Regions from separate parts of the Neogale vison genome. Here region 2 is linked to region 1. The links are chromatin contacts, called in public Hi-C maps. All regions are on one chromosome and are shown on one strand. Each heading gives the region's core, a stretch centred on a gene start, on an enhancer-like site or on the middle of the called end of the contact. The rest is flanking DNA. Distances are from core to core; before and after follow the strand shown. Region 1 has its middle 14 kb from the start of C9H9orf50. Region 2 overlaps PTPA (serine/threonine-protein phosphatase 2A activator).

The links. Hi-C and Micro-C count contacts between places; a contact is called where the count stands out from the background.
Region 2: a Hi-C map of fibroblasts shows a contact between it and region 1, with 8 times the contacts expected there. The contact joins two enhancer-like sites. A contact is called at or near these places in 2 of 3 Hi-C or Micro-C datasets (fibroblasts and muscle).

The regions. Positions count from the first base shown.
Region 1 is chr9:6,237,866-6,243,577 of ASM_NN_V1, forward strand. No RefSeq gene overlaps it. Among named protein-coding and RNA genes, the nearest start is that of C9H9orf50, 14 kb to the left of the region's middle. Within about 2 kb of position 2,531, the one cell type or tissue checked has open chromatin away from gene starts, as enhancers often do. A contact at or near this core is called in fibroblasts, where this site is marked.
Region 2 is chr9:6,570,061-6,576,435 of ASM_NN_V1, forward strand. It overlaps PTPA (serine/threonine-protein phosphatase 2A activator), which reads right to left. Exons shown (of 10, transcript XM_044264711.1): 9 at 1,758-1,865. Among named protein-coding and RNA genes, the nearest start is that of PTPA, 22 kb to the right of the region's middle. Within about 2 kb of position 4,316, the one cell type or tissue checked has open chromatin away from gene starts, as enhancers often do. A contact at or near this core is called in fibroblasts, where this site is marked.

The DNA of each region.
Region 1 (5,712 bases), core at 1,281-3,780:
AATTCACATGAGCTGAGCGTGCGGCCAGGAATCCCAGAGGAATCATGACGGACATTACTGAGCTCGTACCACAAGCTGATGGGATCTAAAGACTGCCAGTTTTATTTTTTAATTTTTTCAAAAGATTTTATTTATTTGACAGAGATCACAAGTAGACAGAGAGTCAGGCAGAGAGAGAGAGGAGGAAACAGGCTCCCCGCTGAACAGAGAGCCCGATGTGGGGCGCAGACCCGGGACCCTGGGATCAGGACCTGAGCTAAAGGCAGAGGCTTTAACCCACTGAGCCACCCAGGTGCCCAGGACTGCCAGTTTTAAAGCCTACTTACCCAGGAAGGAGGGCACTGCTCTATGACGAGCGAGGCATTGCCCCAGCCCAATATTATAGATAAAGAAACCAGGGCACAGAGAGGGTAAGCCACTCTCCCAGGGTCACACAGCTGAGCTCCAGGGAAGAAACCAGTGATTAAGTGCGGTGATGGGGGAAAGCACAGGCAGGTGTCCCAAGAGCACACAGGGCAGCCGCCTCCTCCGAGGCTGAGTTTTTTCCTCCTCCTGGAAGCTGGCTCAGATTTTCTCCAGCCCAGAGAGCAGGGCTGTAGCCCGAGTGCACAGGTGGCTGTGGCTGATAAACTCTGCCACTCCTCAGTTCCCCTGTTTTTCCTTCCTTCCTTCCTTCCTTCCTTCACAGAACACGTTAATTGAGCATCTACAGCATACCAGGCTGTGTCCTGGGCTCTACGAACAAGAGAGACAGTGTTCCTACGTCAGGGAGCCCCTGTCTTGGTGAGGGAGATACAGATGTGTGACCCCCACAGGAGAAGCATCCTGTACCCCGTTTAATGGTCTTCTGGTGTCATCTGGAAATTGTCAATTGATTTTAAACGAGGGGCCTCGCATTTTCATTTTGAGCTGGGCCCTGGCTAATTGTGTGGCTGGTCCTGGATACAGATATTAAACTGTGCCAATGGTGCATGGGGGCCACCTAGACTGCCCAGCAAGAGGAGGTTAGAGCCACCAGCAGGTGCACTGGCTTGAAGGCACGACTCCCCCACCCCCACCCCCAACACAGGTTGGAAGGCTTGTGGAAAGTTCCAGCTGGCCGGGCAGAGTGAGGCTGGGCAGAGAAGCAGATCCTGGGAGATGATGCCAAAGAGTGGGCTTTGTCCTGACCCCAAATCCCTGTTGTGGGTCCCTGGATCCCCTAGGGCAGCCCCCTGGGGGCTGGGTCAATGTCAGGCAGGAGATTGGGACCAGCAAAGCTCCAAAAGGACTTTAAAAAAAAAAAAATACCCCTGGGGGTGCCTGAGTGGCTCAGTCGGTTAAGCATCTGTCTTTCTGTTCAGGTCATGGTCCCCAGGTCCTGGGATGGAGTCCTGAGCGGCTCTCTGCCCAGCGGGGGGCCTGCCTCTGCCTCTCCCTCTGCCTCTGCTCATGCTCTCTCTCTCTCTCTCAAATAAATAAATAAAATCTTAAAAAAAAAAAACAAAAAAACCCTGTGTCTCCGGCTGGCTTGCTAGAGCAGGCGTAGGGCACAGCATGGACAGGCACAAGCCCCAATCCCCTCCCAGCCACCCCCACCCCGCCCCGGTCCCTCCCACTCGGTAACCCCATTCCCCGGGCACCTTCTTGAGATATTCTGTGCACATACAAGGAAGCACAGACATGCCTGTATTTTTAAAGATTTATTTATTTATTTGAGAGAGAGCACAAGCAGCGGGGGAAAGGGGCAGAGGGAGGGAAAGAGTCTGTGCTGAGGACAGAGACCGACGCCGAGCTCCATCTCACAACCCTGAGATCACAACCTGAGAGGAAACCAAGAGTCGGACGCCTAAATGACTGGGCCACGCTGCCGGCACCCCAACATGCCTCTCTTTTGATTTTGCAACGTCAATCTTACCTACGTTCTATCTTGTACACATTATTTTGCACTTAGGGTTCTCACTCCACAATCTGAGATGTCATCGAAAGCTCTTTCAAGGCCATTTAATTTTATAGATGAAGAAGTTGGGACTGAGTTTCACCCAGGAAGCGTGGGTGTTTGGGTCACCCACGCACAGTACCTGGCCTTGTCCATACACCCAGACCTCCCCCACAGCCCCTCTCCTGTCCTCATTGCCAGGACTGCCGCAAGGGGTAGGGGGTACTGTGTGATTTCCATTTGTACAAGGCTCAGAGAGGTATAGCCACCATCCTGGGGTCACACAGCCCAACCCAGATAGGAATCCTCAAAGCTACACTGCCTTCTAGGAGCAGGGTCACCTTCCGTAGGACAGCACTGCCCCCTGACAATCTCCCTGACTGCCCTCCGATGCCAGATGGGGAAGCCCCTCACTTGGGCAGGTAAGAATTGGGCAAAGGACCTTCTTGCCTGAGAAAGCCACCAGGAGTCCCAGGAAGGCCAGGAGGGCGGGGCTGGGTGGAGTGACCTGCTGGGGGCAAGGCACTGAGTGAGGATGCCCGCCCCCCCCCCCAGGTCCCAGCCCTAAGGCCCTTGCCTGTCGTCAGGGAGGGCTGGCATCAGCTGGTTTAATGCGCCTGGGGCTGTGATTCAGCATTTGGGTTCCAAGAGTTATTTTTATTGTGTTTTGTTTATTCAGAGCTTGCCTTTGAAGCCTGTTTTTTAGCCTCCCGATCCTGGAGAAAGGAGCTGGTTTGGGTACAACCGCGGACGATGTCTCAGCCCGAGAAACAATTCTCCCCGAGTCAGGGGCTCATTGTCCCTGCGCACACGTGGCCCCCCCAGGCGTGGGTGCCCGTGGGGTCTGCAGACAACCTACACCCACCGGCGGCCAGGCAACAGGCAGCCCCTCCGAAGTTGTACGAAGAGGGGCCCTCTGGGCACAGGGGAGGCTGTCAGTGCTGGCTCAAGGGTGCTTAGCTTTTGGGGGGTCATGAGACTGTGATGAAAACGAAGGACCTTCTCTGTTCCGAAAAACGTACCTACACACAAAGCTTTCCAGTCGATTCCCACAGTTTCTAGGACCTTCTGAGACCCTCTCCCTTCAGTTTAGAGCCCCTTCCTAAAGGAATCTTACTGTCTGCCTTTTTCAGGGGCTACGCTACGGGCCGTCTCATTCTTATCTCATTACCTCCTCATAACTGAGGCACAGAGAAGTTGGGTCCCTCACCCAAGGTCACACGGCTCACAAGTGGCTAAGCCAAGATCTAGGCCCAGCCTGCACTCTGTCCAGTCTGCACTGCTAACCTAACACCATACACACACACACACACACACACACACACACACACAGCCTGGCATCTGAGTAAACCTGTAGGTTAGACCCAGAGAGAGACTGGGGTGCAGAGCAGCCAGGTTAAGTGCCCGGGCTTGGGGTCTGTCAGAGCAAGGTGATGGATCCAGAGCTTTGTGAGGGTCAGCTGAGCTGAGACCCACCTGGAGATTCCCCTGGCCTGGGACCAGCCCAGGGGCACCCCCTGTCATCAGAGTTGATGTTCCCATCAGGGGAGGAACAGACAGTGGGGGGCACATGGGAGATGCTTGCTGGTAGTGATTGCTACCTGCATGGACTTCTTTCCTTCCCTCTCTCTCCCTTTTCCTCCTCCCCCATCCAAGGCCAAGGATAAGATCTGCCCATCCCCGTAAGCAATTGAAATAGCGCAACCCTCTGTACAGCACACTCACACTTGGGAGAAGCCCAGACCCAGTCTGGGGAGCCCCTGGGTCTCCCTGGGAGGCCGCCCCTTTGCCCACATTAGCTGAGACCGCAGGCTAGGCAGGGTTGCCCAAACTGCGGCCTCTCGCTGCCCTATCCTCCTTCCCTGACGGAGGAAGGACAGGGAATGGCGTGACCTCCTTGGGCCTTCCAGGCTGGGATTTCCAACATTTGTGGAGTTAAGACCCTAATACTATTTTTCAACAGCTTTTGGTGCTTTAATAGAATTGAGGGTAAATCTAACTTGCAAATTTTCCCTTTTGATCTCCTTTTTTCTTTCAGGAGCTCCACAGAGCAGGGTTTAAAACAGGAGGACCGGAGAGAGCTCCCACCTCTTTCCTGCTCCCAAGCAGGGTTCTCCTGAGGTTGGAAGTCCTGGGGTGGTCACTGTGGGCTGGATTTCTGGTCACCAGCTTTGACTCCCACTGCTTGCCTCCTCTCTCCCCATCCAGCACTGAGTTGGCCTAGCCAGGCTCCTCCAAGCCCCAGATACTGCCCCCTCTGCCTCCTTCCTGACTTCTCCCTCCATGTACCCCCTCCTCCCCGCCACTCTTGCAGCAGGCTTCTGGCTTCTTTGCTCTTCTGAGCCAAACACCTTCATGCCTCAGGGCCTTTGCACATGTTCCCCCCTCTGCCTGAAATGTCCTTCTGACCAGCTTCACTGACTCCTACTTAAGCTCAGGTCTCAGCTTGGATGTTTCCTCCTCAGGGGAGCCCTCCAGGATCAGAACTGAATAATGGTAACACTACTGGCACACAAGGAGCCATTCTCAGCAGGCACTGAACTCAGGGAGCGTAGGCACTCAATAGGCTCCAACACACAGCCAGCCACAAGGGAGGCCTTCAATAGATGCTGGGCAAGAGGAGGGGATCCTCTTTCTGAGACTCTTCCTGGTGGGGTCTGTGCCTCAGTTTCTCTGCCCATGAAACGACGTGGGGTGGGGGTGGGTCACAGGCCCACACTTGCCATGTGATGATTTTCTGAGGCTCCCTCTGGGTTTCTGGCAAGGATCACACTCATTTCACGGTATTTGACTTCCTTGATTATCTGATTTTCCAGGGAGGAATTTTAAATCTCTGGGTTGGGGTGGCATCTGCCTGATCCCCGGGCACCCATCCCATCCCACCAGCCTGAATGCACCTGGCATCCTGGGGAGGCCCATTAAAAGTGCCCCCTCTTGGCAGATCAGGCCCTGCCCAGAGAAGCCCTTCAAAGTCTCTGTGACTGTGTGGGTTGGCCCCCTGGGGGTGGGAGGAAGGTGGCCGTGATTGTCCCCCTCTCTGCCACCAAAGCCGTCAAGGTGAGCGCTGGGGCTCCGGAGCCAGACAGACTGCGGGCCAAGTCTGACTCTGTCATTTCCCATTCGGTGTGGCCCATCCTTCACTTCTCTGTGCCTCGGTCCCTCTGTTGGAGCAGCAGGCACAGAGCAGCACCCCCCAGCTGAGGCTCAGGTGCTGACTCAGCGGGTTCCTGGCCCGGGGCTGACACAGTAAGTGCTCTGGAGTCAAGCGCTCTCTCTGCCTTTCTAACCACGCCCCACCTGCAGTGGCTAAGACTCAAGTCCCTGGAGCCAAGAAACTAGGTCCATCCCCAGCCTTGCTCCTTAGATGGCTGCATGACCTCCCGGTGTCTGCTTCCCCATCTGCAGAATGGGGGTGATAGAGACGCCGTCTCCTGCTGCCAGTGCCAAATCAGTGTAGGCTCTCGCTGTCCCCAGCCTGGCCTCACCCTGCTCCGTGCCTGTGTTGTGATCAATACTGCGACAGCGGGCAGGAACCGCGGAGGGCGGAATCCAAGGAAACCAAGTGCATCCTGCCCACCGCGCCTGCGTTTGATTTGGGTTTCCTGGCTGTGGGACCCGGGGCAAGTCGAGTTCCCTCTCTGAGCCTCAGGCTGCTCACCTGAGAAAGGCTGTTCTTAATCAGCCGCACTGGGCGGCTTAAGGTGGGAGAGCGTGTGGCCATTGTCATTCTTACTGTTGTGACATCAGAAAGTAGAGCCATGGGGCGCCTGGGTGGCTCAGGCGGTTAAGCGGCT
Region 2 (6,375 bases), core at 3,066-5,565, 330 kb after region 1:
GGTGCGGGGTTCCTAAACCCGGAGTCAGGGGACCCAGCGCCATCCTACAGAGGAGTCTGGTCGCCACATAGCCCCCCGCAAGGCTGCCAGCCCACACCACGCCTGCTCGCATGCAGAGCTACAGCTTCCCCCAGGTTTGGGAAGGGCGCGCTGGGGTCCCCTGGGGACCCCCCGGTCTGGGCCTGAGCTGCAGGGCCCATGGTGCCGCAGCCGCAGAAATCCCACAACTTCTACAACTGTTCTGTTTTGCTCCTGCGACTGTGGCGCTGTGTGGAACCCTAGCCCATCAGGCGGGAGCTCTGTGAGGAGAAGGCAGGGGAAGGGGGCAGGGGCTTCTGCTCTGCCCTGAGGGCCACCTACCCCCACCACCCCCATAAGTTTCCAGTGAGTCATTCGAGGGAGAGCCATGCAGGAAGGGTAGCACTTCGGACCCCAAGCAGGAAAGGCCCAGAGCCCTGGCCGCCAGGAGTCCTGGCCGTGGCAGTGGCAGCCGGGAGCAGGGCTGGGAGGCCGGAGGGGCCAGGCGCTCCACTCCCGCTGCACAGAGCCCCCAGCAGTGGGGAGGGGTTCCCCATCGGCACCCACTAGGGGACTGGCGGGGGCAGGTGGGGGGTGTGTCAGGAACAATAGGACACCCAGAGGGCAGTGCCCTGGGAGCTCTCCAGGCAGGGGACAGCCAGACTAGAGGGCCCACTGGGCCAGCCCGGAAGGAGCAGCAGGGCAGCCCGGCCTCTCAGATTAGAGAGGTATGTGGGCTGGAACCTAAACACAGGATGTGAAGTCCAGAGGAAGGGGACCAGAGGGGGAGGGGGCGGAAGGGAGAGAGAGGGCCAGGCCTGGTCAGTTCCAGCACCATTAACCCTTTCAAGGCCATGCAGGGGGAACAGGGCCAACTGGAAGCACCTATACTACCAAACCAGAGCCAAGCCTCTAATGCCCTCTTCCCCCCGCGCCCCCTGCCTCCATTGATGGGGTCTGCGTAAGTGTGGAGCATAATGAAGTAGACCCAGAGAACCAGCCCCCCTCCCTCCATGGGAGAGGAATGGTCAGGAGATGGGCAGGGGACAACATCAAAGACCACCAGCCTGAGGGCGGAAAGAGGGGACTTGGAGAACTCGTGACTCTGGGCGAAGGACTTCACATGGAAGCCCTTCCCTGGCCAAGGTCACACAGCTCTGGCATTGGTGTGCACAGATGTGAAAGGAGCTAGCAAAAGGGACAGGATGGCAAGAAAATGTCTCCTCCCTACTTGGTGCCGAAAAGGTGCCAAAGGGGAACGAGGGCAGAGGACGCCCTCAGGAGCTGGGCAGTAACTCCCAGCGGGGGGAGCTCTGGGAACCCATGTCCTCACGCTGTTTTCCCACCAGAGAGCAGGAGGACCACCTGAAGTGGTTGCCAGAAATGTCAGCTTTGGGCCTTCCAGGAGACCCCCACCTGCCCCGGGATCAGACCCACCAATGCCTGAGGAGCACCAACTTGGCTGCCGCCTCCAAAGCCCGTCCGCCTACATGTCCCCGTGGGAGACACGGCTGTGAGGGGCCTCTGGCCATCTGACAGGACCCTGAGTTGCAGGGCCTTGACTCGGTCACAGGGCAGAGCCAGGCCTCAGAGATTCTCTGGGTGCCCATCCCACAGACGGAGAGAGACACTGAGGCCCGCAGCGTCAGAGAAGCTGGCCCAAGATCTGGAGCAAAGCAGCAGGGTGCGGGGTGCGGTCGGCAGCCCCAGGATCAGGAGCGCCGGCCCACCCTTCTCACCTCGGCCTTGTACATGCGGATCAGACCCTGGTTCACCTTGGACCAGGAGGGCACGGCGCTGATGTTCCACAGCTGGTTGGAGTGCTCTGCAAAGGGGCCTGTCTTCATCTGGAAAAGAAAATCCACAGCTGGAGAGGCAGGCTACCTAGGAGCTCATCCCCAGATCCCAGCAGCAAGGTTGTACACGTATGTGTACACGCGTGTGCATGCACACAAACATGCACACACACTAAAGCACACACGTGCATGCGTATGTGTACACACAGACACGCACACGTGCGCATGTATGTTCAGGGACTTGGCTGCACCACCTGGGAGGGAGGGGACACACACACGCATACGCGTGCACACAGAGGCGCCCTTAAGTATCAGAGACCGACTCTCAGTCTGAAAGACCCACAGGGAAAATATAACCTCCAGGGTCATCCTTTCTTCCATAGCCAAAAAAAAGGGAGCCCGATTCCCACCACCCACCACATTCAGCAGCCTCAGAAAAATAAAATCTCAACCCAAGCCCCAGCTGGGACTCCCAGCAATTCCCCCACAGCCACAGAACGCCCCACCAGCACAGGGACCTGCTCCCGTTCAGATAAAGAGCAGCAGCAGCCTCCCTGGCCCTCCGCGGCCCCACATCCAGGGCAGGCACTGCCCCCCTACCCCAGGACTCGGGCTGTACCTGCCACAGGCGAAGCTGCAAGAGCCAGGGGAGGGGGTGGTTTTGGGCGAAGGGCAAGGTGGGTAAGACCAAACCCAGGCATCCAACTGCCCTCTGCAGGGCAGGCAAAAGGGAGGGAGGAAAAGAGGGGGCAGACATGAGCCCTGAGCCGGGAGCACCTGCAGCAGATTCGGGAGGAACGTCTGTTCTGGAAAGCCCACCCAACCTGGCTGGGAGGTTAGGCAGGGATGGCACTGACAGCAGCAAGGGACAGGCCGGAGCAAGGACAGCTCCATTCCTGTCCCCCTCTTGCCAGAGAGCTTGACCCTCCAGGAAGGAAAGAGACTCTGCAGCCAGCCCAGAGAAGTTCCCACGACACGAGAAACCACAGCCCTGAGACAGCGAGGCCCTCCGCACCAGGCCGGCACGTCTGTAGCTCGAAGGCATTCCAATCCCCCTCAACACTGCCCCCCCAACTCAGAAACGTACTGATGCTGGCTGCGGGAATGGGGCTCAGCACCCTGAGCCCCAGGCTTCAGAAGAAAGAGTCCGAAAAGCAAAGAGGCTGAGCTGGCAAGGAAGCAGAGACTTGGACCCTGAGTGGGTGGAAGGTTCCAGAAGAGGCTGAGAGCAGAGGCGGGCCTGGAGGAGAGCTGTTCCAGGAAGAAAGGATGGACCCAAAGCTCCTCCATATTGGGCATTAGAAGAGGGGCCCAGGAACTCATAACACCCCCCACTGCTTGGCTGTGGACTCCCCAGGTGACCCACTCCCATACCATAAGGCCTTGTGTCAAACTGCAAGATTTAAATCCAAAAAGCTGCCATTTACTGCTGTTACCTCCCTCTCCTGGCTAAAATTCCCCCAAAGCCTGTCTCGACCCCCAGGTTCAGTAGCAAGGACAACAGACCCCTTCCTCCAGCAGTGAGGGCCACAGCCTGAGGCGGGGGACAGAAACAAGACCCACCCTGGTGGCTGCGGGGCTCTTCCTGGGGTCAGCGCCTACACCCACTATCTCCCCCACCTCTATTTCTAAGGCTCCCTCCTCTGGGATAGGGATGGCTGCTGATACCCAGAGCCTACAGCCGGCAGCCCTTCAGGAGCTTTGTACCCCCGCCCCACCACCTACTCCAGCAGGCTCCACCCCCAGCTACCGTCCCTCCCTCTCGCCCCACCCCTTCCCCCAAAGCTCTCAGACCCTTGGGGACCAGCGCTGGCTCCAGTCCTCTCCTGCACACTTCCATGCCCAGAGAAGTTTGGGGACCGCTGGAGTGGTGTCATCAGTTTCACTCTGGACAAGGCCTGGTGACCAAACTGCCCCCGAGGTGCCCTGCTGGCCTAGTCCCACAGCATAGCTCCAGAAGCCTGCTCGGCTAGGGCCCCGAGGCCAGGGCCAGCCCAGGATGCTGGGAAACCAGAGGCTCAGCCTCATGCGCCAGCCTCACCCACTGGGAGCACGGGAGGGGACCCCAAAAGGCCTCTCTGGCCTGCTGGCAGAGCCCCAGTGGCCCTGGCCCTCCCCGTGGAAAAGCCAGAGATGCTATTTCTCGAGAGGGGCTGCCCCACTCCCCCCCACCCCAGGCCTTCAGTGTCCCCAGGTCTCCCTAAGTCCTTCAGAAGGAGACTTTGCAACTCTGGGAAAGGAAAACAGACGAGGGGGATAAAAGGAATCGGGAGCGAGAAGACAAAAAAAAAAAAAAAATTAGCTCATTCTAGCCACAAAGGGAGAAGAGAAAGAGCGAGAACGAGCAAGCAAGCTGCAGTCCCGCAGTGACCCCAGGGGAATCGTGTGAGTCAGAGCAGCCATATTGAGCAGGAAATTACTCACAGACGCTGCGTTCCTGCCTCTCCACTCCCAAGAGAATCGGCCTTTTGTAAATGGTTCCTCTGTCAGTAACTGAGGGGGGATGGGGGGAGGCTCTGCACAGCGCCTTCCTGTCAGCTCCTTCCCTTCCAGCTGAAATCTGATCCCTCCCTTCCCAAAACTCCAAATTTAGAAGCCAGATTGAAACTGAAATTCTTTTCCTGCCTGCCCTGGGCTCTTAAAGGCGCCAGGGCTGCATTTCCTGAGCCGGCAGAAGCCCTGTGAGGTGGGGTCCCTCTTCTGGGATGCCCAGGGTTACGAGGGCAGGCCCCGGGAGATGGGGAGGAGATGCCCGGTTCTACTGCCAACTTCTGGCTGTTCTGCTTTTTCTCCTAGTTGCACCAGCCTCCTGATTCCCCAGTCTCCATGGGCAACACTGCCCCCTTCCAGCCTGAAGCGCACGGAACTCCGCAGGGGCCTCCAGGTCCCCTGTGCCCCACCCCTCAACCAGAGTGAGCCAGGCCAGGTCACTCATTCACGAACTGGGGGAACCAAGGGCAGGGACACCCTGGTGCAGGGTGGCAGGGGGCTTGGGGTGGGCGCAGCCGAGCCTGGAGCAACGGAGAAGCACCACAACGCAGCAGAGTCCGCTACGTGCCAGCCCGGGTGGATGAAAGGGAGCCCTCGGCCCTGCCGGCAGTCAGTGTTTACCACCATGCCCAAGCACCCAGACCCGGAGTGAGAAGCAGGCCTTGCAGAGAGGGTACAGAACAAGCAAAAACTCTAGGGCCGGCCTCTCCGCCTCTCCCGCAGTTAAGGTACGGGAACCTTCTCCAAGTTCCGTGTGCCTTTCGCACCACCTAGTGGCCATTGCAGGGTTTCCTCCAGCAGAGGAACAGGGTCCCAAACTTCAGAAAGCTTGTGGGTTTTTATACCAGTATAACCAACCCAACAAAAAAAAATACAACATTTTAACCTGGAATCAGTTCCCATCTTCCCTGCGACCCGGCCTGGCTTTCTTCCTTGTTAGTCACTGACAGGGACCCAGGGGCTTGGCCAGCCACCAGAGGGAGCCAGAACAGCTGAGCCTTTTATCCCTCCGTGAGCAAAGCAAGGGCTCAGCCTAGAAGGTGCACCCCTTCTCCCCACCCTGCTCCTCCCGCTTCTTCCAGAGGCCGCCAGGGCTCCCCAGACCCCCGCATTCCGCTCTGGAAAGAGCAGCACGTGACTAGCTCTCGAGGCAGTGAGCCAGGCTGCCCTGAGTCCTTCCGACCTTGGGCCTGCCACACTGCTGAAGGCAGCAAATCTGAGACTGAGGCAGCCGCCGCCCAGCCGTCAGTCCCGGCTCCATTTGCTGACTTGGAAAAACGTGTCCATTCCCCTCTGGCCTCTGGAGTTTGCCAGAGGCCCGAGCCGGATGCTGACCGTGAGGAACCCGAGGCAATGGCTGCTCAGCCAGGCTTCTCCATTCGGGGGGCTCAGAACCCGAGCCAAGAGAGCAGCCCCGGTTGGGAGGAGACCATGGCCGGGCCGGAAGCATCACCGAGCCCAGATGTGCGTGTGGGCATTGTTAAGAGAATGGTGGCGAGACCCTCTACAGACAGCAGAACCAGGGCATGCTTTCAAAGTTTGGGGGAAGGGGGTGAGGTATGCAGCAGCAGGGACGAAAGGTCCTGGCAGCTCCTGAGAGAGGCCCTATGAGCAGTGAGTCCCCAAATCCCGTGCAAAAATCACCTGGCAAGTGTATTTAACACAGGTTCCTGGCTCTTGTACCTAAGATTCTTGATTCATAAAGCTGGAGTTGGGCACAGAAACGTGGATTTTAACAAGCTCCCTGGGTGACCTTGAGGAAGCGGGAGACCCAGCCTCAGTGGGCAACAGCACCCAGTTACTAAATACCCCCTTCCCGGTGCGCTGGGGGCCTGGGCCTGCTTGGTTCACCTCCAGCACCTCATCTGGCCCGTGTCCTCAGGCGCTGACCGAGACACATCACCTCAGCAGAACTCTAGCCCTGCCGTCCGCCTGAGTGTCCCCGCCTCCTGCATGGGTTTCATCCTGCACAGCCACATGCGTGTGCCGGACAGAGCTCGTGGGCCCCACCCACCCCCTCAGACCAGCTGCATCAGTCACCAAGTGCACAAGCCACCGAGTCCCAGTCCCT